Regions from separate parts of the Mus musculus genome. Here regions 1, 3, 4, 5, 6 and 7 are each linked to region 2. A link is a contact called in public promoter capture Hi-C data. All regions are on one chromosome and are shown on one strand. Each heading gives the region's core, a stretch centred on a gene start, on an enhancer-like site or on the middle of the called end of the contact. The rest is flanking DNA. Distances are from core to core; before and after follow the strand shown.

Region 1 (4,231 bases), core at 679-3,178, 1.3 Mb before region 2:
TCAAACTCTGGACTCAGTGTTCTATGGATTCATTTGCTCACAGATTCTCTGAATGGACAGAGTATGTTCGTACTTCTACAAATAGAGATTGGTTCTGCTATTACTAGTCTACCAGGAAAAGTGCTCTAGTTTTCTTCTTCCATATTTGTAGCTCTCCTTTTCAAGAGGGAGAAACCGAACTCCTGTTTCCTTAGTATAATTACCTATTGAAACAACATGCTGTATATAACCAATCCTCTCTTTATTCTCTACTCGGTGTTACTCTTCTAAAGCCAGGTGTGCCCTCAGAGAACACTGTGTACCAGGCTGCTTTCTGCATGGACGCCCCTGGCTTCCATGAGATAGCTTTGGCTGCCTTTCACTCACTGGTTGTCTTGTGCAGTCCGCACACACCCTCTTTAAGACACATTAAATAAATAACTTCCTTTTGCTTTTCTTCTTTCCCTCCTTTTTCTCTTCTGCCTGAGTGAGGTAATTAAAAGAGGCATTATTAGCTATAATTTTTAATAGATCTTTCAGGAATTTGTTGAGCCACGATACTAAAATTACATATGCTTCAAATTTATTGGGTTTGTGTCAACCATGATTTTCAGGCCTTTCTTTTCTTGTGATGTATGTGAGAAACATACATCTGTGTAGTACAGAAAGGATTGGGCATATAACGGAGAAACAAGTTTAGTTCCAATTCTGAGATTGTGGCAATTTACTCGATTTCCTCCACTAAAAGAAAAAAAATAAAAATAAAAATAAAGGCTAGACTAAACCAGGGAGCGTCACTGCCTGGGGACGGTGAGTTGACTCACCTGTTCATGTTCCAAAACATAAGTTACCCAGGGAGCTTTATTGCTTTCTCTGGATATAAATGCTCACAGAGATTCAGCTTCCAAGTTGATTTGATAATCCTTAACATTCTATTCACTTTTCTCTATTCTAAATTTGTTGGGTAGTTTTATTCCTCAGTTTATCACCTCACATCTGATTCAGCTTCACCTTTGACTAAAAAAACAGTGATGGCCTGTGTTGCGCAGAGAACTCCTAAAGGATTTTTTTTTTCTTTTTGGTAGCATCTCCCTTCCCAGGGAAAAGACGTTTCAAAATTTTCTCCCCACTTCCCCAATTAGCAGAGCAGAGCAGAGCAGTCACAGCCAAGTTGTGTTATTTATAAAAACACCGGTTCTTCATTCCTCTCACCAACCCCATCTCAAGCCTGGTTCCCCCTTGGCGACAGATATTAACGGAATTCCTCCTGGAGACCACGTTCTTCCCCCCCCCCACAACAGCGGCTCCAATCAACACACAGATTTCCAAGTTGCTCTCTGGGAATTTGGGCGCGACGCTTTCGGAAGTTTGAGTGCGTTTCACAAGGCGTTCCTCCACCTCGGGAGGCACAACTGCTTGACGTGTCACCCCGGTCGGGGCCCACGCAGGACGGGGGTGGCATCCTCAGTGGGCGGCTGCTAAGTGACGCGAAGCGAAGCGACCCTGGAGGGCTGAAACTTCCGAGCTTCTCCGCCTCAGAATACAGCCACAGCATCCACCTTTTCACACGGCAGGAACTTCCCCCGCGAGCCTGGGCTTCCACTCGGGGAGCAGTGAGGACGGCGAGACCCGCTCCACGCACGCTCCCGCCGTCCTCCTCCTCCTCCGTCTGCAGTCGCGCGCCCGCCGCCGCCACTGCGGCGCGTGCCCTCACGGCGTCTCCGCCCCCTCCCCGGACCGCCAGCCCCGCTGCGGGTCGCCGCGCAGGTCGCCGCGGAAGGTGCCAGGGAGCGCGCGCGGAGACCGAGAACGTGCGCGGGACGCACGGCCCCGCGCTGAGCGCCGGAAGCAGCCGACGGGCCTCGCGCGTCGCGCGCGCGCGCGCCGCCCCCGCCCCTGAGCCGCGACCTTGCTCGCTCGCGCGCGCGCACTAAGACGCCGCCGCCGCAGCCGCCGCCGCTGCTGCTGCCGCCGCCGCCGCCGCCGGGGCTGCTGCTCCGGCTGCTGCAGGAGGCGGCGCTGGCTGGCGGCTGCGCTCGCTCCAGTCAGCGAGCGGAGGAGCGAGCGTGTGTGTGTGTTTTTTAAAGATGGCCGGAGCGGCGGCGGCGGTGGCCGCGGGAGCAGCAGCTGGAGCCGCCGCGGCAGCGGGGTCGGTGTCCGCTCCGGGTCGGGCCTCGGCGCCCCCTCCGCCTCCGCCCGTGTACTGTGTATGCCGGCAGCCGTACGACGTGAACCGCTTCATGATCGAGTGCGATGTCTGCAAGGACTGGTTCCACGGCAGGTAAATAAACCCCCTCAGTCCCACCGCCGTCGCCTGCGGTCACCGACCAGCCGCTGCCGCTGCCGCCTGCGCCTCCCTCGGGCTCGGCTGCCGCGTCGCTCCCCACGTCCCGACTCTTAGGCACCGAGTGTCCGGGCCGGGTGGAGGCGAGAGCGGGGGCCCCCGGTTGCCCGGCAGGCTGCGGAACGGAGCCGGTGGGCTCGGCCGGCCCGGGCGAAGAGTCGCCACAACAAACAGGAACAAAGGGGCCGGCAGAGAAGTTGGCAGGGGAAGCCCGGTTGAGGGGACGCGGTGGGCGGCACGGCTCGGGTGGCGGAGGAGCGAAGGCAGGCCCGCAGCCCGCGGTCCCCCCACCGCCCTGGCTGCCGCCCACTGCTGTGTCCCGGGCTCCCTTCGCCCCGTGCCTGCCCTCGCCAGCCGCCGCGCTTGCTGCGCTTCCGGGCGGCCGCGGCTCGGTCCGGTCGCGGGTCGCCCCCGCCGCGGGTCCCGTCGCGCCCCCTTCTCTCTTTATCAAACTTCCTCGGGCGGCGGGACGGGGCGGTGGGACGACGGGCGCGAGTAAACAGAGCAACAGATGTGGCACTCGCGAGGTGCGGGGCCCCGTCACGGCACAGTTTGGCCAGCCGCTGGCCCACCCCGCAACACACCCCCTATGGCCGGGGGGGGGGGGCGGGCGGGCCGGGCCGAGGGGACGTCGCCGCAGACCCTCCCGGGCGTCGCTGTAGCGCCTCAAACTTTACAGTGAGTGCGTCTCTGGCGACACCCGGACGGCCCGCCGCGGTGGCCTGGGCACTGCGGCCATCCAACTTTGGGGCGGTGCGGTGGCGGACGATGCCCTCCGATGCCGCCGCCGCCGCCGCACCGCAGGTTTGACGTTTGGGAGAGCTCGGGCCGCCTCCGCAGCCAGGCCGCCGACTCGTGTGTTTTGTAATCAAAGTGTGAGGCTAATAAAGGGCGGCGCCAGAGCCTCTTGACTCCGGCGTGGGAGGGATTCGCAGGCATTTAAACAAAGAAACTAGTTGGGGTTGGGCTCCCAAAGTCCTTATTTGGGTGTTGTGGCAAAGCCTGCGGTCACCTTTAGGTGAGGCAGGTTTTCTGGGCACCGTTGTATGTTGTATCTTGACGAGAGCCCGCTTGGGAGTTAGAGCTGATATGGTGACTGTGGTTGTAGGAAGTATCCTTTGATTGACAGCAGGACATTTAAATACAGCCTCCGCTCCCCCTCCCCAATATTACAGAAACATTGCACCACCAGGCCAGATGTCTTAGTCTCCCTCTACTGGTCTGGGGAGAGAAAACCATTGAAATTACAGGGTTCTTTCAGTGTTGACAACTAACTGCGTAGAGTTTGACTTAATTTTCAAGTGCAGTTAAATTTACCGAGTTTTAAAGTTACAGGACTCTGACAACAGATAGCATACACAAACGTATCACTTTAAAAGAGGGGTAATGTGCTCATTTTTGTAAAGGCAAGCTTCAACAGTCTGATAAAAGCTGAAGGGTAATGTCACTTAGTAAAATGTTTCCCTAGATTTTGATTATATATAAAAGTAAAATTTGTAGATACCAAACCTTTCCAATTCTATGCCTACATTCTCTGCTTCTATAACACTCTAGGCAACCAGAATTGAGTAGCCAACATTAAGTTCTAAAAAGAATAAAACAAGAATTGGTTGTAATTACTGAAAAATTTGAAGTTTCCTGGGCACTATTTGACAAAAATATGCCTCGAGGCTGTGTATTTCAGAGATTAGATAGGTTAGTAAACCATAGATTTGAGGTTTTAACGCTTCTTTTATTGTAACATGGGTTCTGGTGAGTCAGAACTCAGGGGCTCAGGCTTGTGTTGCAAGCTGTCATCCGAGGCTTTGTTTTTCTTTTCTCCTTTGAGACAGATTTTTTTTTTTTTTTTAATTGTATAGACCTGGCTATTCTGAAATTCGCTTTGTAGACCTGGCTGGCCTTGAACTC
Region 2 (4,023 bases), core at 453-2,952:
TCTGGTGGGCTTCCTGCAACAATAGAGACCCATGGAAAATAGTTTCCTGTATTTAAAGACTGTTGTAAGAAAAAACTAAATGCATCTAATTCAACAATCCAAGCCAGCAATTGCATCCTGACCTAATAAATATAATTACTTAACAAATTAACTTAAAACAGTTATTCCCTTTAAAAGAGATGTTAAAAGTGTCTGGCTAGCAGGTGCAATGGCTCATGCCTGTTATCTTTACTCTGAAGAAGCTGAGGCAGGAAGATTGCTAGCTGTGGACAATTCTGGGCTGCTACATAAGCCAAACAAAACATACACACACACACACACACACACACAAAACCCAAGAAGCAAGAGAAAAAAGATTTCCCTTCCTCAGTTACTTCGCATTTTAAAGACGTCAATTTGCCCAAATATTTGCAATATTAAAAGTTAAAAACTTCAAGTGTTCTCCCAGAAATAATTACTGCACTTCAAATCACTTTCAACGATTTAAACCTGGTAACATAAGCAAAGGAAACTACCTGTCAAAAACTAATTACCCAATAACACCACAAAAGAGAAAGTAACTTCCAACTACGGCATACAAAACACTTTGGAAGTCTATTTACTTTCTATCGTTTATCGAATCGCTCGAAATAAAATCTCCGAAAGCAGCAGACAACAAAACAACTTATCCCGGTTCCTTTGTCCCCTACGGAGGGGACAGAGAGGGAACTCATTAAGGTAAAAAGCCCGGAACGCACAAGATTCGAAACAGACGGCAGCCAATCTGCAATCAATCATCAAAGAAAATCCCCATCACTTCATCTCCATCCCTTCCTCCCCCCTCCGGCTCGCATAACCCGGGTGTACACGAGCTGATCCAGATCATATGCACCCGGACAAAGCTTTGCGGAGGAGCAGAGAGCAGCTAACTCGCCACAACCGTCAGAGCTCTGCAAAAGTGAGGGACCGCCGAGTCGCTCAGCCGGCGCGGGCCCATTTCACCCCCTCCCCAGCCGCGTGACAGCGGGTCGCGCCCGCCACCTCGCGGGCCCCTCTCACCTTGGGTGGCGAATGGCGAAGGACCACCGGCCGGGGAGCCCGGGGCGGGGGCGGGGGCGGGAGCGGGTGGAGGGGTCTCTGCCGAGCCCAGCGCGGGCGCCGTCAGCATGAGATAGCGCTGCGGCGCGGGCAAACAGCGCTGGCAGAACGAGTGCAGGCAGGGCAGCAGCTTGGGCACCCGGCTCTGGATGTTCTGGTGGCACACGGCGCAAGTGTCCAACAGGTTGAGCCGGGACGCCTCGCCGCCGCTCTCCGAGTCCGGGCCCTGCCGGCTCTCGGCCTCATTCTCCCCGCTCGGCGCCGCCGCTGCGGGGCCTCCGGCCGGAGCCGCTGCCGCCGCCGCCTTCTCCACAGCCACCTCCATTGTCCTGCGGCCGCCGCCGGGGAAGCGGGAGCGCGCTCACCGCCCGCCGCCCCCGACGACCTCCGCAGCCGCCGCCGCCTCCCGCTTCTCCGAGGCCGAACGGACTCGCGGAGGGAGCACAGGGAGGAAGCCACCTCCCGAGTGGCGCGGCCGGAAGACGCGGAGCTGTCAACGGGGACCGGTTCCCGCACCGCGACGCCGCCGCGCGGGCCGATAGGCAAACCGCCACCGAGACGCTCGATTCCGCCCAGCGCGCCCGCCCGTGCCTAGCAGCCTTTCTCTCGGGCCCCTTGGACCACCGCGGGCCCCGCCCCCACCTCCCTCTCCCAGCAACCGCGGCGACTGCGAGCCGAGCGCCATCCAATGACCGCCGCGCCTGCCCAGGGGGCGGGGTCTGCAGAAGCCCGCGAGGCTCGGACGGCCCCCGCGGGAGGTTGGGAGTGGGCGGGGCTAGCCCCGCCGGACGCGAGGACCGCGGCCGCTGATTGGCTCGCTGTGTGTGTGTCTCTCTTCTGTAGATTGTAAAGGAATCATTTGTTAAGGAGCCAGAGCAGGCATCGGGTTCCGCCCGCCGCTATGGCCCCGCCCAAGGGGCGGGGGCTCTGCCCAGTCTACCCAGCCTGATTAATTAAGAAACTGCTTGGAAAACTGCTTTTACTACTGGAGACTTAAATGGGTAAAGGAGTAAGATCGTGGGAGGGCCACGGGAGGATGAAGAAGTAAGTTACGTGCAAACGAGAAGAGACCCAAAACCGGGTTGTATGAGCCCACATTGTGTGAAAGGGGGAGTGTGCAGGCAGCTTTACTCTTTTTGTGGCCTGAATTTATCTCTGTGATGAATTAATGAGAATGATGTAAAGGGGGAGAAATTACAAATTTGTCGGAACTTTAAAAGACCTCAATGGAAAAGGGTGAAATTAATTTTGCTTCTTAAATGAATAAAAGCAGTTAATTTTTTTGAGGACTAAATAAATGATCTGCAAGTGTCCATAGTACCTGAATATTAAACTCTTAAAAAAAAAAAAAAGGCAGACGTGGTAGCACACACCTATACTAATACTCCAGAGGCAAAGGCAGGAAAATCACTACAAATTCAAAGTTATTCTAGGTTTTAGTCAGTGTAAAAGCCTGTCTCAAAAGGGGGGGGGGGGACCTCAATTCTGGTTTTAGAGTTTCAGTATTATATTTCATGTCTTCCTTCTCCCGTGCTTGTTACCGGAAATTCTGGGGAGTCCCATGGGAAGTGCCACCTGTTACTAGGGAAATCAGAGTCCCCTCTTGAGGTTCTTAGTCTCATTAATAAAAGAATTTAAGAAGAGCCTCAAAAGAAGCTGGAGGAAATTTTATTAGAGTTTAAAAGAAAAGAAAGAAAAAAACCAATGCAGGCAAGCTGTAAATCTCAGCAGCTGCCCAGAGGAAGATGGAGAAGTGGAAGAGATGCCATGCCATTTGTGTTAAACAGCCACATGGTTACAGCAGCCACATGGAGGGGAGCTTTAGAGAAAGAGTAAGGAAGCCGAAACTATCAGAGACTGTGTATTAGGCTAACACCCAAAAGAAAAGAGAAGACAAAGAGAAGGTTGGGAGTTTCTGAGACAGAATAGACAGAAATCCTGGAGAATCTCGTGGGGAATCTGGAACTACTGCACTATGGGCCAGGAATTTGGGGGAAGAACACTGTTTATTAAAGAGATTATTCCTCTGTGTCTTTAGCGTGGCTGAAGGTGAACCTGCCTTTCTAAGGGATGGTCCCTTATCCAGGTGATGGGCAGACTCAGCTGGATTAAGGTTTACAGAAGGAGACAATGGCGTGACTCTACCTCAAAGGTAGATTTCATTGGGTTATGATTAGTAGGCAACATTTTTCCTTTAATGGACCTTTAATAAGAATAATAAAAATTACATTTTCAGCCAAAAGCTGCGTAAAAAGCCAAGCTCAGTGGCACATACCTTTAATTCCAGCCTTTGAGAGGCAGAGGCAGGCAGATCTCTGAATTCCAGGCCAGCCTGCTCTACAGAGCCAGGACAGCCAGAGCTACACAGAGAAACACTCTCTAAACAACAAAAAGCTGGGTAAAACCTCATAGAGGTTGAAGAATACTGTGAGAGGAGACAAGCTTTTGAATACACATGAATAAAGTCCATGTGCTCTGTAATTCCCAAAGACTTGAGGAGAAAGACCAGGAACCTGAATAATCCATCGTGGCCACATTTATTAAAGCAACCAAGCAAGCAATTAAAGCAAAAAGTTAAAAACCTATGTACATAGTCTGCCTCCCCCTAAGGTGGGGTTCAAGAGATCATCAGCCTTGAACATGAGAAAGACAAGGTTTTTATAGGTCAGAGGTAGGTTTCCAAATGGAGGAAAGTAAGTGGGGTTGTTACAGTAGCAGAATTTAACAAGGTATTCATAACAACTTTATGAAACAAAGGTAAGGCTAATAGGTTTCCAGTATCAGTTTCTGCTACTTAGTGATCTTCAATGGCTGATAATTTTGTACAGACCACCCTCCCAGCCTATAGCTAGTCTTTGCTACTTTGTGGGTTCTTTCTCCTAACCTTTCCCTCTTCCCAATTTTCACCCCCTTAACACTAGGTAGGAGAGAAACAAGGATAGAGGG
Region 3 (4,128 bases), core at 778-3,277, 1.9 Mb before region 2:
TTAAAGAGTAAAAGGCAGGAAAGATCTTAAGCTTGTCTGGTAGCAGTGGAGAAATCTCAAACATAGCCAGCAGGAGCAGACAGGATCAGCAGTTGAAGAAAGGCCTTTACTGAGGGTGAGGAAACACACACACACATACAGCAGGAACACCATTAGTTAACAAAACTAACCAACACACAAGGAAAAAAAATTGAATGAGTGGAAACTAACAGAATCCATCTTAAATGGATGAGGCCAGCCATCCTGTGAAGAAATAATCACATAAGACGTGATCACTGTATAGACTGATGCTGATAAGGATGTTGTTTAAAATGGAACCATGGAAAATGTCTTAGAGGCAGGGCATGGGGGTACATGCCTTTGATCCCAGCACTCAGGAAGCAGAGGTAGTCAGATCTCTGGGAATCAAGTTCCAGGACAGCCAAGCGCTGTTACACAGAGAAACCCTGTCTCAAACAAAACAAAAGAGAAATGTCTTAGAAATTTTAATGTTGTAAAAAAAAATGTTATAATGATACATTCTTAGGGAATAATTTCCTAAAGTAAACCTGGACAGTTAGGGACTAAACAACAACAACAAACAACAACAATACCCCAAAACCCCAACAGTTGTGTTTCAGACAAAATCAAGGAGGAAGTGTCCCTTGCCTGGTTGTTGGCCCTATTTTAGTATGCTTAGACATTATGTATTTATGGTTTTTAAAAACTGCCTTAAACTAGCATAGCTTGATAATATAGTCTCTATCTGTGATCATCTCCTTCACTCGAATCTGTCAGATCATCTTCTGACTTAAATGTAGCTCTCAGGGGAATGTCCCTGCTTGGAAGAGAATGTACAATGTCATTGGCAAACACAGAATAGCTATTTGATTGGTGGCATTTTTTTTCAATACACAAGAACGTAATGCTTTGATTCACCAAGCAGCCACACGTGCACTGCTTACCTTGAAGCAAAGCATCAGTTGCCGGGCCTGTGCTGATCAGACCAAATAGGCAGACATCCTATTGTCAGAAGCTTTCTACCTTTCAACTCATCCTAAATGCAATAAAGAGGTTGGTGGCGACCATCCCCCTTTCCATTAATAGAAGTGCACACACAGACACACAGACAACTCAACTCAAGAGTTAAACTGGAAATTCCTGAATAGTGTTGGTAGCTTCTGTTTTTCACTCCTGTTTTCTCTTTTTCTTAACACACTTCCTCTCTCCATTATTTCCTTCTTTGGTTAAACGTACTTTAACCATGTAATTTACATAAAGAAATTGGGTTTAATTTCTGCAACTTGGGCTTCTCTGAGATGATTTAATTCTCTTCTCCCAATTCTTTTTTTCATATACAGTTTGAAGAGAATGCCTTGGATCAGTCAGGATCTACAAAATATTTTAAATTATTTTCTTTGGAATAAAAATTAGCTATGATGCATAAGATGTCTAAAATGGTCATGTGTTCTCCTCAGGTCCTAGTGCATGGAAGGAGCCAATTGATAGTAAATGACTGAAACTAGGCAATAAATACCCTGAAGACCAGCTTTAGATTTTCATTTATACTTCAACAGATCAAGTCCTTTAGGGACAGGATACAAACACCATACTGAGAATTTAGCTGCTCCAAGACAGTTCTATGAAATTTGGCTTGGCTGATGTTTCAACCTTGGCGTTTAAGGTCTTATTTTTATGACACCCAGAGCTTCTTTGTAACGGCAGTAATAAGTACTACAGACTTTCCGGCCTTCTTCCCTCTAGGATTTTAACTTCTTTAAAACACCACCCCCTGCTCTTCTAGTAAATCCCACATGACAGAACAGGCTGAGAAAAAATAGGAAGCCGGAGCCATGGAAACTGTGCGGGTAGAAACGTGTGAGCGCGAGGGTGGTTGGAGGAGAAGGAACACTCCCCTGGCGACAGCGGCGCGAGGGTGCTCCTCGGATGACGTCACGCACCCAGGTGACGTCACGACCGTGACATGCGGGTGACGCCGTTGCCGCGGCGACTCCTCGTCGTCTCCGCCCCCTCCCCCCCCCAAATCCCCTCAGGCTCGGCTGCGCCGGGGCCGCCGGCGGGTTCCAGAGGTGGCCTCCGCCCCGGCCGCTCCGCCCACGCCCCCCGCGCCTCCGCGCCCGCCTCCGCCCGCCCTGCGCCTCCCTTCCCCCTCCCCGCCCCGCGGCGGCCGCTCGGCCCGGCTCGCGCTTCGAAGATGGCGGCGCTGAGTGGCGGCGGTGGCAGCAGCAGCGGTGGCGGCGGCGGCGGTGGCGGCGGCGGTGGCGGTGGCGACGGCGGCGGCGGCGCCGAGCAGGGCCAGGCTCTGTTCAATGGCGACATGGAGCCGGAGGCCGGCGCTGGCGCCGCGGCCTCTTCGGCTGCGGACCCGGCCATTCCTGAAGAGGTGAGTGGCGGCGCCATCCCCCCCCAGTGCTCGCGCGTCAGGGGCTCGGCGGGCCAGTGTTTATGCGAGGGACCGAGGCAGCAGAAGGAGCCCCGGCAGTGCTTGGTAGCCGGCGGGGAGGTGGTTATCGGCCGAGTGTCCCCCTCTGTCTTGTAGCTCCTCGCTACGTAAACACACACGATGGCCCAGGGGGGTTCCCCGGCCCCCACCCAGATGGGATTGGGGCAGTGGGGGCAGAGCTGGAGCCTTTTCAGAGGGGGCGAAACTCTGGGTTGGAGAAGGTCACGCCTGGCTGAGGCTTCCAGCCCTGCATCCCTGAGATGTTTTCCTTTTTGCTAGCCGGCAGGGACGGCGTCGAGGATGGAGCTTAGTGGCCAGGGCAGTACCCCTTGGTCCCCTAGCCCTAGGAACCGCCGTGTGCGATTACTCCCTGATCCTGGGGATGACGGAGCGCATCTTTCCACTCTCCTCACTATCTTCCCTTTGCAGGCCCTTGTCCCCTTCCCACTTTGCTACTTGTTTGGGGGATTTTTCTTTTGACCGGTTTTTGCCCAGGGGATGATTTTTTTTTTTGGTGTAGTCTTTACTTTTTCAGCCCCAAATTTTACTGTTCCGAAGCTTTTCCCATCCTGGTCTCTGATCCCCGAATAATACTGTTTGTCAGTGCTCCCTTGCTGACCCGTAAACCTCTATCCTCATCCACCACCCCGCTCATTTCTCAACTGTACCTACTTGCTTCTAACCTTAGTTTCCACGGAAGAGCATTTTTGCTCTTCTCTTGCCCTAGTCCCCTTGAGTGCCTCTACTTCATTCCACTGCACCGTCACCTTGTAATCCGTTGTTATCTTCACAAATCCTTTTGGACACTTTGCAAGCTATTCACTCCCTGAACCCCAAAGCTGTCAAGATTCCATCAGGTTTCACTTGGCCCTTTGCTCCCTTGCACTGCTGGCAGTTTGGGTTAGTCTTTCAGTGCACATACACACCTCAGTTGATATCCTTCGTGGGTTTGTTTGTTTGTTTGTTTGTTTGCTTGCTTGCTTGCGTGCTAGCTTGTTTTTAGTGGGTTTAAGTGATCTGGCTCGCTCCCATTTTCGTCCCATCTTTCGTGTTTACCAGTCTTTAGTACTTGGCTTTTGGTAGTCCTTGTATCATTCAACTTATTACATTGTCAAATTACCTAATTTATTCTCTTTTCTCTGTATGTAAAACTTACTACATTTACCATTTGGGCACTGTATCGCATAAACAATACCATATCTTACAAACAATTGGCTAGAATACGGTATTTTACAAACAGTTGTCGAGAGTGACTTGTTTCTGTTGATTTTACTTGAAGATAAATTTTGTTTAAAGATAAACTTGCTACTTAAGTTTCCCAGTTCTCGTACTACCTCCTTATCTCTACAGTGTTCTTTTTCCTGCTTCATTATATTTACTTGGGATGTTCATCCTCCACTCTCCATCTATCGTTAGCAGTCTGTTTGCAATAATGTTTGTTTTCCATCTTTTGATACCATCTCTACCCAGAATGTGTTCAGTACCATCATTTGAGCCACCCTACATTTCTCACAGTTTTTTTTTTTTCTTATTTCTTAATTTGAAATAATTCCAACGTACCACTTGAATTCATGCTCAGGTCAGTTTCCATTTGCATTTATTTCCCTCGGCTTCTTCTCCAGTCTAAGGATAACACTCTTTCCCTCATCCCTTTCCTAGCTCCCTTATCCCTAGTTACCATCCAT
Region 4 (3,964 bases), core at 895-3,394, 1.9 Mb before region 2:
CCTGTGGGCTGTGTCATTCCTGTGCAAGTTGTCCTGGGTTATAGAAGAAAGCAAGCTGGACAAGTCATGGGAGCAAGCCAGTAAGCAGTGTTCCTCCATGGTCTCTGATTCAGTTCCTGTCTTGAGCCCTGCCTTGGTCTCTCCAAATGATAGAATGTAAGCTGTAAGCCAAATAAAGTTTGCTTCCCCAGGTAGTTTTTGGTCAGTGTTTCATCACAGCAACAGGGAGGCAAACTAGAATAGAGGTCTTCATGTTTATAAAACATTGGTTTAAAAACAACCCAAACCTCCAGAAACAGAAAACACAAGTGAAAGTTCTCCAAGGACTGTTGCCGCCTAGGACACTGGGGTAGGTGGCTGTAGTTATGCATAGGACTTTAACAGCCTTGGTGTAAATGTTAATAAGATTGCATACTATAATGTGAGTTGATAACATATTAAAACTTGGCAAACACAAATTCTATAGGAGCAAAGACAATGTCAATTGAATGCCCTCCTCTAGATATAGAACTTGCTGCTGACTTGCCTCAATTCTAAAATCTATTTTACTGTATTTATGTAAGACTTTGATTAATGCTCAGAAAATAAGCACTCGTTTCTCAATCGACCTACCAAGCACTCAATAGGCACTGTATAGTAATCCCTATAAAAGGTGGCTCTATTGAAAGCAGATTTTGCAAGGAGCGAAATACTGATAGTGTTTCTGTTGTCAGTGAAAGGCTTGCCGAGGAGACATGCCTTTTTTATGAGAGGCGGTCTCTCAGCTCTTGTTTTTTCAAGGAAGAAATTCAGAGGAGACACACAGTGTAAGCAGTTTATCTAACAAAGCAAGCGAAGATTTCAAGGAGTGAGCTGTTCCAAAGAGAAGGGCAAGAGCACAGTAGATTCCCCGTCGTATTTTTTTTTTAATTCTTACATTTATAAAGTGGGTGTCATAGTGATAGAGTAGGGCGAGCCTTTTTCTTTCCTAAGTCACGGTGGGTCAGATCACTTTTGAAGGATATTTCTTCTCAGGATCCTCTAGAAAAGCTTATCCTGGCCAAGCCCACAATGAAAATAATATCGTAATGAAGTCATGGTCTCTGCAGGATGCTGACCCTTCACTGGTGCACACGTAGGCAAATACCCCGGTACCTTAGTTGTTGATGCGGTATGAGCAACCTATCTTCATTCCCAAGGACAGTCAACGGTAAAGGGCACTCTGACCCGCAGCTGACACAGCTGCGCAGATAAAGCTGCAGTTTTCTTGGCCCACATATCTGATTTCTTTTGAGATTGCTCAAGATCTCATGATTGATCTCATACTGTCCGTTACGATATTTTCTTGCTCCACAATTAAGACATCTTGCTTTTAAAAAACAATTGAGAGTTTATCATAAAAGTTTGAGTCTGGGATTGACGGCCCAGGTGTGTACCTTTAATCCCAGCACTCAGGAGGCAGAGGCAGATGGGTCTCTGAGTTTGAGGCCAGCCTGGTCTACACGGTGAGTTCCAAGACAGCCAATGCTACATAGAGAAACCCTGTCTCAACAAACAAAACAAAACAAAAAAAGAAAAGAAAAGAAAAAGGCTGGGGACAGAGTTTTACACTAGCTTATCCAAATGTACAAAGAGAAGCAGAACTTAGGCTATCTTCCAAAACACAATTTCTCTGTGTTACTGCTCCTGTCTATCTCCTATCCAAGAGTTCTATCCCTGTACCCCGAAAAGAGAACCACAGCTCAACTCCTTGATTGATAGGAACCCAACACGGTCAGAAAGACTCTGAGCTAGCATCAAGTATCTTTGGAACGCAAAGAGCATAAGCTCTAATGAAAAGAAAAATGAAACGTGAAGACAAAGGAAAAATACTGCATTTCATTCTATTATCACAGAGCAAGGAGCTTCAGCGAGGAGGGACTCAGCTCTGGCTATTCTCGACAAAATGATGCGTGTGGTCCCTCTAGAACCTTCCTGGATAGCCAAGGCTCCCCCACTCTCAGAACCACACCCACACAACCCGGCTTTCCTCGCGGGCGGAGGCCCTGGGCTCAGAGCGAGCGCGGCCGCTAGGTGTCGCCCGAGGTCCCGCCCCCAGGGAGTGAGAGTAGTTCCGGGTTGTCCGCCGACTCCGCTCTAGCCATCAAGCTTCCGCCTCTCTCCTGCTCTCTGGAGCTGGGAAGCAAGTAAAGGGGGGCGGGCCTTCCGGGGACGCGCGTGCGCGAGGTCAGGAGCAGGTAAGGCAAGCGGAGCGCTGGGGTCACAGCAGAGGGCGGCGGCGGTGCGGGCGGACCCGGGTCCCTAACCTGGTGGAATTGCCAGATCCAGTCGAGTCAGTTAGGGGCCTTCCTGGAGCTTCCACGTGTACCCCACAAACACCCGAGGCTTTCCCCTTATCCTGTGGGGAACTGAACAAACCAAAAACGCACTTCCTTTCTCCTAGTGAGCCCGCCCTCGCACTCAGTTTTGTGTGGGATGCGCCGGCGATATTTGTTGATTGTTATTTAAAATGCAGTTTAGATGATGCTTGGGAAAATGAATGACTCTACTACAGCTTCCAGCGCCGGAGGAGTGCGCGAATCAGACAGCGGAGAGTATGAGTTGTGCATGCTGAACAAAAAAAAAAAAATAAAGTTATCTGTTCGGAGGGGTTCATGCCCTGTGACCCAGTAAAATAATTGGTACCAGTTTTTAAATGCTCTGAGCACGTTGCTTCTCAGTAACAACTCGTATGCATTCCTTGGGTCGTGATTAGGCAGGCACTATGCCTTCAGCTTTCCTTGTCAGTCGAAACTCAAATAATAAGGTAAATTGTACTCCTGATGTTGATAATTGACCTACACTTATACCCACACAAGTGTACCTGCAAGCATTTTAAATAAATAGATCCATGAGAAAGATAAACTTATCTTTTTATGCCAAAAGGGGAAAAAAGAGTTCTGAATTTTCAGATGTGGGCTTTATGTGTTTTGCTTGACATATTTAAGTAATTTGGTTTTGCTTCTCATTTTCAACGGTTATTTTCACCTGTATTTTTCTTTCATTCACATTTAAAGAAACATGATATTTCAAAGGAACTAATTTGTGAGGCTGAAGAGATGGCTCAGTAGTTAATAGAGCATATTGCTCTTGCAGGATCCAGGTTGAGTTTCTAGTCAGATAACTCACAACCACGTATAACACCATTATAGGGCAGAGGTTCTCAACCTGTGAGTCACATATCAGATATCCTGCATATCAGATATTTACATTACAATTCATAAATTCATAACAATAGCAGAACTGCAGTTATGAAGTAGAAATGAAATAATTTTATGGTAGAGGGGTCAGCACGACATAAGGAACTGTATTAAAGGAACGCCGCATTAGGAAGATTGAGAACTACTGGTCTAGGGGAACCCTCTCCATCTTGCCTCCCTGGGAACATAGTCACACAGACCCACCCACAAATAACTTTTGTTTGTTTGTTTTTAATTTTTACCCTATTGTGTAACTCCTAGGATAATTTTATGTGAATTGAAATCTAATTGGCATGTAAATCATTTGACTTAATGTTATATAATTTAAAAGGTTATATTCTTTCATAAAATTGAAATCCTTTAGGAAAGCATACTGAAATCTCAAAACGTCCTAAATTTTTAAATAGCCCTTTACATGTATGTGTGTGTGCTCAGGCATGCAGAGGTCACCTTAGGGGAGTCCCAGAGATCACAGTCAGATGGCAGGCCTGGTGACAAGCACCTAAACTGCTAAGCCATCTTTCCAGCCTCTTCTTTTTTTTTTTTTTTTAAGTTAAAGAAGGGAGAAGGGAGGTAGCAATGCATCCGCCCTAGGACCAGTTACAGAAAGCAGGCATTTTAGCCTGTGTTTTTGTGGTGAGACAGGGTCTCACCATGTAGCCCTGGCTTGCCTAAAATTTCACTTAGAACAAGACTGGTCTTGAACGCACAGAGAACCACTAGCCTGTGCTTTGAAGTGCCAGGTT
Region 5 (4,002 bases), core at 453-2,952, 1.7 Mb before region 2:
AAAATTCCAAACCTGACCTCAGGTGATGCAAGGTCATTACACAGGTGCACTAAAAGTACTTCATGAAATGACCTATAGTCTACATGTCTAAGTTGTGGAGTGTGTGTGTGAGACATAAATGAATTTCACGTTTCGTGTTTAGACTTGGGTCCTATCCCAGGCTATCTCATCCAAGATATACAAATGCTCTACAATCCAGAACCGTATGAAATCCAAAACGCTCCCATTCCCAAGCATTTTTGGAGAAGGAATACTCAGTCTTAGAACAGAAAGCAATGTGCCCCTCACGAGGGTCTCTTTCGGATCTGGGGCAGACAGCTCAGTGGGTAGGTACTTGATTAAAGTGCTAGGCAAGGTCTGAGAGCACTTACTTTCACTGCCACTGGGATGAGGTGATCTGACTTAGGCAGATGCCAGGGAGCCTGAGACACACCCACTTCTGACCCACCAAGGTCAGCTTTAGGAAGAAGCAGTTTTTCTAGAAATGCTTCGTCGGCAAGGTTTTCTGAAGGCTTCCGGTCTTTCATAAAGGGCTCTCTCTGCATCACCACGGCCCTGGTTCCTGGGGCAGAGAGCTCCCCAAGTCTCCAGATCCTGTCTTCCTCCAACAAGGAAATACTAGCGAACGCTTTGTACACTTGGGCCACACAACCTGAACCTACAGGTTCCCGGGTCTCGAAAAAGAGGAGGCTGCCCCAATCCTCCCCAAATGCCTGCTGGAGTAAGTATTCCGTCCTTGCCCAAGGGTGGGGGGTCACCTGGACATGCAGCTTGGAGAACTGGGTACAGAAAGCCTCTGAAAAGAGGTCGCGCCGGGTGCTGGCCCATTGGCCCAATTTGATATATGTTGGGCCTGAGGTCTCTGTAGCTTTGAAAAGCAGATGGAGCCAGAGGGTGGAGAGGCCAGGGGCCAAGTAGGTGAGAGGGTACAAGAAGAGGAGGGGGAAGAATTTCGCCAAGAGCACACCAGCGCGGAGCCCTAGGCGGAGACACAGTAAGACGCGGGCCAGAGGCCCTTCTTGGGCCACCTTCTCCACTAGTCCATTTTCCGCCAGGTCACTCCAGTGAGTCTTTCTCTGGCACAAGCTGCCAGGCGCCCCCTCTCCAACACTGCCATGGGCTGAGATTAATTTGGGCAAAGTACCTAGCAGAAACCAACATAGTCTGGCATTGCGAGAGCATCCCAGGGGTCTGGAATGCCCAAGTTCCTTTCTGAACTCAAAGCATCTTAAGTGTGACAAGCAGACCCTGACAGACAAACGCCAGGGGGTCACCATCCTCTCTAGACCCCTTGGCCTAGACTGCTTGTTCTCTACCTAAAGGGAAGCCATTGTGGAGACGCTCCGTGCCGAAGCGGGGATGAGTCGGACCGCGCCCCCTAGCGCAGCCCAGGAGGGGAGGGATAACGGGGACCTGAGCCGGGGACCACGGGTGACAAGCTGTCCAGCGCCAGAGCTCAGAGTGCAGGGAGTCGCCGAGCGCCAGGGACGGAGATGCGGACCCGCGGCCTAGAGAGAACGACGAAGCCTCAGAGGGCCGCGGGAAGACCTGAGAGGCGCGCTCCGGCGGGCTCACGGGCCAGGCTCCCGGGGGGCGGCGGAGATGCCGAGCCGATGGCTCGGGACCTGCACAGAGCGGGCAGTGACAACCAGGCAGAGAGAGAGAGCACTAAGCGTCCGGGCCAGCGCTGCTCCCAGCTTCCGGTACCTGGTTCCGCCCTCTCTGCCCACGACATGCTCCTTAAAGGGGCCACGGCGCGAACTAGGGCAAAAGCGCCTGGGCACATCGAGTTCCTGTGATGATTTAGAGAAAAAACGCAGACGCGAGCTCTGTAGCCCTCTTTTCCGCGTCTGCCTTTCCTCTTCACAGCCTCGTAGCTTAAATCCTAGAAATATTAAACTACACTGAATATTACAAGTGGGTCCAAAGGAAGGACAGATTTTTCAGCTGCTGAGTTCTTGAGTCTCAGGCTACGCTGACTTAGCGGCGGTGTTTAGACCTTAGGGAATGGCTTATACACTTAACTAAGACTTATTGAGCCAAATCAGGTCTTTCTTGAATTTAATTTAATATTTGTTGAGTCACAAGAATATATACTAAACTAGATAGGTAACGATATTATTTTATGTCAAGCCCAACGAAATAAATGAGTTCGATCCGTGGAACCTACATGAAGGAAGGATGTCACCAATTCCTTTTAAGTCGTGTCCCCCACATACAAAATAAATGTCATAGAAATAAAAATGTAGCAAGGGCCACAGAAGCAGTGAGGAGCTGGTTGAATCATAGGCTGGGCTACTTTGGAGAAGAAAAAAAGGGTGTTGGGAGAGGAGCCAAATAAAAGTTCCAAAGTAGGAAAGACTTTTGATGTTCTGAGGGGTGTGTGTGTGTGTGTGTGTGTGTGTGTGTGTGTGTAGGTGATAGAGCATGGGAACTGAGCCTACATAGCCAGGGAAAGGGCTTGCAATTTCTTCTCAGCGCTCTGGAACTTAAAAAGCTGCCTGCCCTGGGGCACCACAGTCCCTACTACCTATCAACAGCTTTTGTCCCTGTGTGGAAAGAAATTTGCACAAAAGTCTGACCAAGGGTAGATTTAAAGACATCCCAGGTGAAAAGGATTATAGAAAAAGAGAAACAAGGACAAGGCCAGGGTTCCTATCACTGGACATGTCATTCAACCTCAAGACACACACCCCCTGGCCATCCAGAAGGCTCAGAAGATATAGTAATTTCTCCAAAGGTAAGATCAGGGCCACTAACAGTCAGGAATAGTGGAGTGGCCAATGGCTCTTCCTGTATGGTCAATAACAGTCCAGTTCCTAACTCTAAAAGATGGGGTACACCCTTTGGGTTTCCCAAGGCAGACATGATGCCTTACACTGCTTTGAAATGTGGTCAGGTGTCAGGCACGGTGCCCTCACTTTCAATTCCAGTAGGAAAGAAGGAAGGAAGGAAAGAAGGAAGGAAGGAAGGAAGGAAGGAAGGAAGGAAGGAAGGAAGGAAGGAAGGGGGAGGTAAGGAAGGAGGGAAGGAGGGAAGGGAAGGAAGGGGTGGGCAAAATCTGTGAGTTGGAGGTCAGTCTGCTTTGTATAGCAAGCTCCAGGCCAACAGGGACTACATAGTGAGACCCTGTTTCAAAAAAGCAAAATAGGGCTTGGAGAGCGATGGCTCAGTGGTTAAGAGCACTAGTTGTTCTTGCAAAGGCTCTGGGTTCCATTCTTAGCACCCGCATGGGGTTTACAGCCATTCCTAATGAACAAGTTCCAGGGGGGTCTGTGCTCAGACCCATATACATGTATAACACTCACACATAATATAAAATAAATAAATCTACCTAATAAGAATTTTTAGAAAAGAAAAAGAAATGTGGGCAGGCACTAATTACAAAGTATCCCCTTTCTCCTGACTCACTTGCCTGTTCTGCCCCAAAGTTGTTCACAGAAGACTTGAATTGTTCTGAGTCCATCATTTTAAGCCATGGCAGTGTACTGGCTAGTTTTGTGTCAACTTGACACAGCTGGAGTTATCACAGAGAAAGGAGCTTCAGTTGAGGAAATGCCTCCATGAGATCAAACTGTAAGGCATTTTCTCAATTAGTGATCAAGGGGGAAAGGCCCCTTGTGGGTGGGACCATCTCTGGGCTGGTAGTCTTGGGTTTTATAAGAGAGCAGGCTGAGCAAGCCAGGGGAGGCAAGCCAATAAAGAACATCCCTCCATGGCCTCTGCATCTGCTCCTGCTTTCTGACCTGCTTGAGTTCCAGTCCTGACTTCCTTGGTGATGAACAGCAGTATGGAAGTGTAAGCCGAATAAACCCTTTCCTCCCCAACTTGCTTCTTGGTCATGATGTTTGTGCAGGAATAGAAACCCTGACTAAGACAGGCAGCTTCTAGGTTGTGACCCCCAGACAACTTTTTCTGGATCTTTATTTCTCCAAAAGGAACACAGGAGGGTTGTCCAACTAAAACTAGACAAGATCCCCCAAAGCAGTATTTTTCAACCTT
Region 6 (4,307 bases), core at 1,698-4,197, 1.5 Mb before region 2:
TTGTAATTGTACCTGTGCCTACAGACACCCTCCCTCCCAACCTGCCTGGGTTCAAGCTGCTTTGTGAACTCCAGCAGCAAGCGGCAGCTATCTCTGACTGCAAGTTCCTGCATCAAAGGCTTTGCTTGCAGATAGGGCTCCCTTGTCAGGCATCCAACCTCTCAGTCAGCAGGTCGGTTTATTTCTCAGAACAAATCAATACACGAAGATGGTTTTTGTCATCTTTGCATTCCACATCGTTTTCTCACTAAACACAGGTCGGTCAAGAGGATGAAAACCAAGCGCCAGGCAGGCGCCTTCCTAGTCTGCATTCAATGCATGACTCAGATGGCTTCTTCCTCATACTCATTGACACATTCTATCTTTCTCCACGTATACAATGTGCAGTTATTAGAGCTGTAACCATAAGAAGGTATAGATTGGGAGTTGTGGAGAGATGGCTCAAGTATAAGCATGCAGCTGTCCTACCCGTTAGCATCAATGTGGGTTCCTCATGGCCTTTTCCCAGCAAAGCAGCAGGGCATGGACGAGGGAGATCTGTGTTCAGGCAGGGAAAAAAACGTCAGCTGTGGCACCAGGAGCACAAGCTGAACCACCTCTGCTGGGACTGAATTGAGTGGATGTGGCGATGCTACACAAAAGAGTCCCCAGAGTCTAAAAGCTGGCTGGTTCCAGTACTGGAGGTGAGTTTTCTGTCCATCACTTCTCTGTTTATGTTGAACATTTGGGGCAAGTACACTGATTCACGTATTCAGCAACACATCTTAGGCCAAAAGTACAGGAATGCTCTGTTCAAATGTATTATTACTAGGAACTTAAGTATTGCCTGTGAGATATCAGGTTTTTTTCTATGTCTAATAAACTTTTGAATTGATTTAAAAAAAAATGAAGGGGGTGCCTGTATTCCAAGTTGATTGTGGATTGCTTATGCCCTGGTCATTGATACAGCAGGGATAGGAAGCGAAAGCCTTTTCCTGTGTTTGGAAGGTCAACTCCTGTCCTTGTGAAACCTTGGTGCTTTCGAAGAACACATCTTCTCCAGCCCAGCCTCTTGGCCTCCTGCCTGCTGACCCCAGGCTCACAGAATACTCTCTGCCAGTGCTGTTCTATAGCCTCAAAGGCTCCTGGAAGGGAGGTGGGAGCAGGGCTCTGCATTCAGGGGTTTTATTCTGGCCTAGTTTTGCAAGTCTCCACGAGCCCCAGTTGCATCCTCCGGTGGAACAGTTTTTCCTGCCTTCCTTGGCTGCTGCAGTAGAGAGGCCTCTAGAAGCCTGTGCGGCAGGCAGAAAGCTGCTTTATGTCTCCTCTTTGCCTCCCAGGTGTCTGTGGACACTAGAGTACCAGGGAGTGGACAGTAAGACCACAACACAACTTGAAACTGGATACACTGCCCACTCAGAACATATCTTTTCCTTTGCTTGGTAATTGGCTCAGATGTGGGAGACTCCAGCATATGAAGTCTTGACACCAACACTTTAGAGGGCTAAGACCTGTCCCTGTGAATGACTATAGTGACAAGAACTTTTCCATTGAATTTGTTGCTAACATTTGTGCTACCTCCCCAACAGCTGTGCAACAAATCTTAAAGATTAAAAGTAAAATAAAATAAAGGGGGACAGTGGTGAAGTCTTTAAACCCCAGGATTCAATATTTGGGAGGCAGATCTCTGTTCATTGAAGTCCAGCCAGGTTTACTTTATTGAGGAGGGAGAGAGAACTTTGGATCTAAAATGTTCCTCAGAAGTTCATGTGATGTGTCTTGGACTCCAGTGATTTATGCTTAGACACAGTTTTGGAGAAATGATTGGCACTGCCCTCATCAGTGGATTCATATAACCTGATGGTGGAAACTCTAGGGGAATGGGCATAGTTAGCTGGGAGCCAGTACTTGGGAGCATGTCCTTGAAGGCTGTCTGCTTACTGACAGATTCTTGCAGTGTAGCCCAGGCTGGCCTCAAGCCTGTGACCCTTTTTGATAGGTTATTTCTCTGATGTTGGTGAAATGAGCCAATTCACACTAGATTCGAGTCTATTAAAGGCAGGTTTATTGGGAAGCTCTCTCAGGCAGGCTAGTTCACTGGCCTCAGGAGTCGCCACGGGGGTAAGGATGGGATAAGGAAGGGAGAGAGAAAAAAAGAAAGGGCATGCAGGCAGAGAGGAGACAGAGAAAATGTCTAGAAATATAGGGAGGAGCCTCTGGGGTGAAGGGCAGCCTAGCTCCTGGGCTGGAAAGTTCAAGGTTGGGGGCAGGGAATGCCAGATAGGGACTAAAAGGACGCTAGGGAAGTCCGGAGGTCAAGTCTGCTTTGATATGTAAAATATGCACCTCAGTTCCTGGTCAGGTATAAAACCAAACACTTTTTTCCTTTAGCTTCCCAAGAGCTGGTATTACAAACAGGCTACCACACATAATTCATTTACAACATTACTGTTATTACTTTGACAGGATCTATTTAGCTTGGGCTGGTCTCGAACTTGCAGCCATTGTGATACTCAAGTCTTCACATTGGTGGGATTCCAAGATGTCTGCCGCCAGGCCCACCTGGGCACTTCCATCAGCAGGGATTCTGACAGTTCCTGTGAGAGAAAGAAACAGATCCCAACACAATAGGTTGGGATCTCACTCTAGATAAAGAGCAGACACAGCCCCAGGCCTTCCCCCACCTTGTACGTGCGCCACCAGCCATAGGCAGAAGTTGGTCCTTGCATGTGGTCCTTTGATGGCTAGGATGGCTAGGACCAGGACCATCCTAGCACACCTGGCTAAGCGTGTGATCACGCCCCTTTAGGGCGGAGCCTAAGCCATCACCAATCAGCGTCGCCGGAGGAGGGCCGCGGGTGCCCTGCGGAGCCCGCAGTTCCTGAGACCTGAGCGCTCGGAGACGCGGTGACACGGCGCGGGACTGGCGCAGAGCTCTCGGGCTCCTCAGCCTCCCTCCCCTCCCCTCCCTTCGCTGTCTTCTCCTTCTCAGCCGGACCGGAACTATGTGATCCCGGAAGTTCCGGGGCCATTGCTGTGTGGGATAAACAGTAATGGCGGAGGCTGCGGCTCCCGGAACAACAGCCACAACATCAGGAGCAGGAGCGGCAGCGGCGGCGGTGGCAGCGGCCTCCCTCACCTCTATCCCCACAGTCGCTGCCCCGTCCCCGGGGGCGGGAGGAGGGGGCGGCGGCAGCGACGGCAGCGGCGGCGGCTGGACGAAACAGGTCACCTGCAGGTAGGACGTTGCGTGGCGCGGCGGAGGGCGGGGGCTGCGGGGCCGAGCAAGAGGCGGAGGCGGGCGTCGCGGGGTCCCCGCTGCGGCTGTCCGTACAGCATCGCTGCGTCAGCCTCCGCAGAGGTTGGCCGCGGCATCGCTGCGGGTTTCAGACTGCGGGCTCGGACTGCAGGGCGGTCCCGTCACCTCGCCTCGCTCAGCGGCGCCCCGGTGCGTGCGGAGAGGACCGGTGTCCCCGCCCTGGCCTCCATCGCTACAGGTTCGGGGATGCGGCGCGAGCTCGCCGATGCGAATCGGGCTCTAACGACCCTCGGTGCGCCCTGAGACCCTCCAAGGGTCCCGGCGAGCTCGGCCGGCCCCGGGGCTCCGAGCCGGGCTATCCGTTTGTAACGTCTTTTCTGCTCTCTGCGCCGCTCACCCCCGCCCCGCCGGGAGCAGCCGCTTTTGTATGCCTTTGTATGTAAGTCGGTGGTCGGCGGTTCCGAGCTTTGTCTCCGAACCGAGCGTTCGGAGCCGGCGTTAGGCTCTTCCACCCTTGGTTTTATGAACTGCCATTATTATTACTGTCCCTTTGAGAGGCGTTCTTCTTTGCGAGAAAGGAGATCCGACCAGAGAGGTTTGGTTCTTGTTTGGTAAGCGAGACGAAATTATTGGGAAAATGTATGATCAGGTGACAGTTATACAGTACGTATGTTAAAAAATAATTCCCCAGCTATAAACGTTGGAGGAAGGATTGTTTGTATTAACGATGGGAGGGGGCTTATTGAGACAGTCCTACTGTGTGGCCCCGGTTGACCTATATAGTCTGACTGCCCTAGAATTTTCGGCAATCCTCTTGTTTTTGCCTCTCTAGTGCGGGAGTGCAGGGGTGAGATGATACCACGCCCGAGTATATAGATTTTAACTACCAGGAAGGACTATATACGCTTTTCTATCGGCTAAGAAAATTAAAAGGAAATGCCACTTTAAACCCGGCAAGGACAGTTTATTAACCGCAAATGCTAAAGGCAATTCCTAATGAACAACTCGGTGTTGATATTAACTCCCAAACTGAAGAATCTTCCAGTCTTTCCTGTAACACATTTAATAA
Region 7 (4,100 bases), core at 1,449-3,948, 1.7 Mb before region 2:
ACCCCCGTTCTTACCCACTGAACCAGCTCTTCAGCCCTGGTGGTTGTTGACCAGCTGGGACTGTTTCTATTATTCCCTCCCATTCTGAAAGATCGCTAGCTAGCTCTTCAGTATTCACCACGTGCACCGCGCTGGACTTTATGGCTGTTGTCTGAACTTTATAAGACACCTTTATGTGACAGATGCTGACTTACAGTTTTACAAATGTGATCATAAGCATTTTGATGACAAAGCCCAAGAATGTTGCCTACAAGCGAATAACATTAAATAATTTTGTTTTTATTTTCCATTTTATTAACTAAAGACCTAACTCTTGTGCTTGGGGTATAGCACGATGATATAGTACTTGCCTAACAGGGGTTTGGTCCCAAGTGACACACACACATATACACACACAGACACAAACCATAACCCTCCGTTGAAATTCCAACCAGCTAAAGTTGTCTTGGTGATAAAGATCTATTTTTGTGTAAGTGTTTGCCCAGCTGATAGCATGTCCAGTTGGAAGGCTCTGAATGAGATCTTAGTTATCGATGGTGTGAGAGGTGATTTTTAACGAGGCAACCTCGCCATGTGGCCCAGGCTGTCCTTGAATTCACTATTTAGCCCAAGTTGGCCAGGGACTCATCATCCTTCTGCCTCTGCCTCCTGCACGCTGAGATTAAAGGAATGCCATCACCATGCTCTAGTCCTTTATAGACAGGATCTCCCTGTGTAGGCCAGGCTGGCCTCAAACTCCTGGTCCTCTGACAAGGCCTCCCCACAGCATGTTCACCTGTTCCTTTTAGCCATTCTGTCAGCTGTCATTGCTTCACAACTTAAAGAACATAGCAGAGCCGCTTCTGTAATTCCCTTGTTTGCCAACTGTATTTAACAGTTATTACCCAAGATCTACCTGTGCAGCCAGACCATAGTGGCACACACCTTTAATCCCAGGACTCTGGAAGCAGAGGCAGGCAGATCTCTGCGAGTTTGAAGACAGCCTGATCTACAAAGTGAGCTCCAGGGTAGTCAGGGGTACACAGAGAAACCCTGTCCCCAAAAGGGGTGGGGGGAGGAAAGGAGGAAGGCAAAATCTCAATAAACACTTGTGTGTCATGCTTCAGCCAGACTAAGTGCACTGTGGCAATCTAGATACCCTGAGGGGTCTCCCAATTAAAATAAACATGATGCTAAAATGAAATAAATAAAAGGTCCTTTTTCAAGTATCAGTAACTGGGGGGCTGGTGAGATGGCTCAGTGGGTAAGAGCACCCGACTGCTCTTCCGAAGGTCCAGAGTTCAAATCCCAGCAACCACATGGTGGCTCACAACCATCCGTACACGAGATCTGACTCCCTCTTCTGAAGTGTCTGAAGACAGCTACAATGTACTTTCATATAATAAATAAATAAATCTTAAAAAAAAAAAAAAAAGTATCAGTAACTGAGCACAAATGCCTGGGAAGCCAGTACTGAAGCTGGCATTCACAGGGATCCCACTCTGACGACTCAGAGACCCAAGACAAGTGGTCTATCATTAGACTCCTGAATCAAGCTGTAGCCCCATAATGAAAGGGCGAAAAGTAATAATAAATCAACGAGAAGGAAACTGAAACTTAGTTACCAGAAGCCAAACTTCAGGTAAGTTTCCACCTGAACTATTGCTGGGTTGGACCTTTTGTGGCCCAAAAACCCAAACCAAGGGCTGGGAACTTAGATGAATAGTGGAACCCTTCTTCCCCCGTTGGAGGTAAGGGAAATCCAAGCTAAGTAGTGAAACTGGACGGGAAGCATCCCCAAAACGGTATGAAGATCTTAAAAGAAATCTCGGTGGACAAAACCTGCCAGGTTATATGCGAGCGAGAGAGAGACAGAGACAGAGAGACAGAGACAGACAGAGACTGAGAGACAGATCAATACAACAAAATAAAGCTATAAGTATTACAAATCTCGGGTGGAGAGAAGGCAAAATGAGTAAGACACAGCATCCAATCTAGGATTTAAAGTGCCAAATCTAAACACTGACTTGGGGGCGCACGCCTTTAATCCCAGCACTCCGAAAGCAGAGACAGGAGGATCACTAATGAGTTCCAGGTCAGTCGAGGCTACACAGTGAGGCTCAAAAAAAGTGCCAAATTTTAATCGTAAAAATGTACCTAATGGTGAAAAGAACAGACTATACTACCTTACTGACTCAAGGTCTCCGTGTCTGCCCTGCCTGGACCCGTCTTGTCTCTGAGCCCATCTCCACCCGTCTCCATGCGCTCGGGACCTCCACTAGCCAGCTGCTTGGAAGGCTCAGTCCGGGAGACTGTGCGGGACTGGATTCTTATCACTCGGGTCTTAGTTAACGCCTCTCTCCCGCAACCCTGCGCCATCCCTTCACCTCTAGCCCACCAAGCCGACTAAAAGGCCAGTCTCGGTCCAGGCAAAACTACAAGACCCAGCATGCCTCGGGCGGCAGCGGAGTTTCACGCACCCTCCCGGGCGACTGCTTCAAGGTGACAGCGTCCGGATGGCAGCGCTGCCTGTTCAAGCCGGCCGAACCCTCGCCCCCGCCCGACACTCACTGACGGACTCCACTGTCTCCAGCCGCCCGCGCGCGGCAGCCCCGGAGCAGGCGGCCTCCGACGCGGCCGAAAGGTACCAGACGGGTGAGCGCAGACATACTAGCAAGACTGCAGTTCCCACCCCTGATGCGTCACTTCCCCGAGTCCCGGCCCGTGACGTCACTGCGTCGCACTGCGTCTCTACCCGGGCTGATGGTAGGCCACAGGGGACAAGTTCAAGCCATTGGCGGACCTTAGAGGCTCCAGGTTAACGGGCAGATAGGTCGTCCTTCAGGAGGAGCCCTGGCTGCCTCGTGGCACAGCCTGGCAAGGTGCTCTTGGCTGACCTTACTGCTGCTCCCTGCTTTGGCTCATATAGACGGTGCTTTCATGCATGTTCTTGCCACTGTGGGCCCTTGTTAAAGGCCTAAGCCCTTTCTGAACCACGCAATGTTTATTTTATAACATCGCAATGTTTATTTTATAGCATCGTTGTTTCAGCATTGTTCTGAATGACTAATCAGCCAGGGTGTTAAATTTCAGAACCTGGACTGGTGGCACGGGAATCACCTGAGGAACCCAACCCGGCACACTCGGAATAAGTCGGCCAGGAACATGGGGGAAAGTTCCTAACGCCTCGAGCCTTAGCCAATTCGAGGTTTTTTGGCATTTCCTCTTGTTATTAATGTAATAAGCAAGCAGAAAAATAAGGACATGAGGGCAGTCCAGTTAAGATGCAACACCAAGATGGCAACAAATCGAGACCTGACTTCAGCCGTAGAAATGTACTCGCAGTGGGAGCTGTAACACAAATAGATGCACGTAGACGCGCAGATGCGCTCAGTCTCCGGCCATTAGTGGGGAGGGAATATGAATTTTCAAGCTCATCCTCATAAAACAAGACATACATATCTGTTCCGAGTTACTAGGTCTATAGGATAGCCTACTGTCATCTTTCCAGAAAAACTAATTTTTTCACTCACTTCAGATTTCCTTCAAGAAACAAAGGCTCCACTGGCTATTAAAATAGTCCGCCTTCCTCGGCCTGCTTTTTTCTCTCAGTATTGCCTCTGTTGAAATCTGGATAGACTCCAAACCTAAGACTACTCCTAACCCCAAGAGGTTGTGAGAAACGGACTTTTTTCTATAAACAGTAGCTAGCACACCAACAGTCAATACTCTAATAATCTCCACCTTGTAAAATTATTCAAGTATTTTAATCATCTGGAAAACCTGTTTACACAAAGGCCTTCCATTCTGACGACAAGAGCTATGGACCCCTTCCTTCCCTCCTTCCTTTGCATCTATTAGGAACTATCCAACCATGGCAGAGTCTGAGGTCGCACTCTACCAATAGGATGAGACACAGTCATCACCTGTATTAGAATAACAACTGAACTTCCCGCCCTAGTGTGCTTGCAAGGCCACTGTAAGTTATGGCACATTTTACCAAAAGAAAAATTAATAATAATAATAATAATATGTTGCTTTGCAGGATTACTTTCGCTATGATCTAGTGGGTAGGGGTGTGTGTGATACCAAGAATATTGATTCCAACAAGGTCTTCCCTG

Evidence for each region. Promoter capture Hi-C pulls out the DNA fragments that hold promoters and counts their contacts. Capture Hi-C pulls out chosen DNA fragments and counts their contacts.
Region 1: a contact with region 2 is called in a promoter capture Hi-C map of pre-B cells, with 8 times the contacts expected there. The contact joins the promoter of Kdm7a here to the promoter of Trim24 in region 2. A contact is called at or near these places in 2 of 39 promoter capture datasets (erythroid cells and pre-B cells).
Region 3: a contact with region 2 is called in a promoter capture Hi-C map of pre-B cells, with 5 times the contacts expected there. The contact joins the promoter of Braf here to the promoter of Trim24 in region 2. A contact is called at or near these places in 2 of 39 promoter capture datasets (liver and pre-B cells).
Region 4: a promoter capture Hi-C map of pre-B cells shows a contact between it and region 2, with 5 times the contacts expected there. The contact joins the promoter of Mrps33 here to the promoter of Trim24 in region 2. A contact is called at or near these places in 2 of 39 promoter capture datasets (liver and pre-B cells) and 1 of 9 other capture datasets (liver).
Region 5: a contact with region 2 is called in a promoter capture Hi-C map of pre-B cells, with 3 times the contacts expected there. The contact joins the promoter of Adck2 here to the promoter of Trim24 in region 2. A contact is called at or near these places in 3 of 39 promoter capture datasets (erythroid cells, liver and pre-B cells).
Region 6: a promoter capture Hi-C map of pre-B cells shows a contact between it and region 2, with 4 times the contacts expected there. The contact joins the promoter of Mkrn1 here to the promoter of Trim24 in region 2. A contact is called at or near these places in 2 of 39 promoter capture datasets (liver and pre-B cells).
Region 7: a contact with region 2 is called in a promoter capture Hi-C map of liver, with 5 times the contacts expected there. The contact joins the promoter of Ndufb2 here to the promoter of Trim24 in region 2. A contact is called at or near these places in 1 of 39 promoter capture datasets (pre-B cells) and 2 of 9 other capture datasets (liver and pancreatic islet).

The regions. Positions count from the first base shown.
Region 1 is chr6:39,204,470-39,208,700 of GRCm38.p6, reverse strand. It overlaps Kdm7a (lysine (K)-specific demethylase 7A), which reads left to right and starts at 1,928. Exons shown (of 20, transcript NM_001033430.4): 1 at 1,928-2,260. The coding sequence starts at 2,067.
Region 2 is chr6:37,868,490-37,872,512 of GRCm38.p6, reverse strand. Trim24 (tripartite motif-containing 24) reads right to left here and starts at 1,702. Exons shown (of 19, transcript NM_145076.4): 1 at 1,039-1,702. The coding sequence starts at 1,402.
Region 3 is chr6:39,723,362-39,727,489 of GRCm38.p6, reverse strand. Braf (Braf transforming gene) reads left to right here and starts at 2,027. Exons shown (of 22, transcript NM_139294.5): 1 at 2,027-2,383. The coding sequence starts at 2,195.
Region 4 is chr6:39,809,116-39,813,079 of GRCm38.p6, reverse strand. It overlaps Mrps33 (mitochondrial ribosomal protein S33), which reads left to right and starts at 2,144. Exons shown (of 3, transcript NM_010270.2): 1 at 2,144-2,216.
Region 5 is chr6:39,571,576-39,575,577 of GRCm38.p6, reverse strand. Adck2 (aarF domain containing kinase 2) reads right to left here and starts at 1,702. Exons shown (of 8, transcript NM_178873.3): 1 at 372-1,702. The coding sequence starts at 1,277.
Region 6 is chr6:39,419,009-39,423,315 of GRCm38.p6, reverse strand. Mkrn1 (makorin, ring finger protein, 1) reads left to right here and starts at 2,947. Exons shown (of 8, transcript NM_018810.2): 1 at 2,947-3,217. The coding sequence starts at 3,033. Gm10244 (predicted gene 10244) reads right to left here and starts at 2,938. Exons shown (of 2, transcript NR_152168.1): 1 at 2,664-2,938; 2 at 2,022-2,576. Gm25402 (a small nucleolar RNA gene) reads left to right here and starts at 897; the gene lies at 897-1,027.
Region 7 is chr6:39,591,163-39,595,262 of GRCm38.p6, reverse strand. It overlaps Ndufb2 (NADH:ubiquinone oxidoreductase subunit B2), which reads right to left and starts at 2,698. Exons shown (of 4, transcript NM_001358797.1): 1 at 2,551-2,698. The coding sequence starts at 2,648.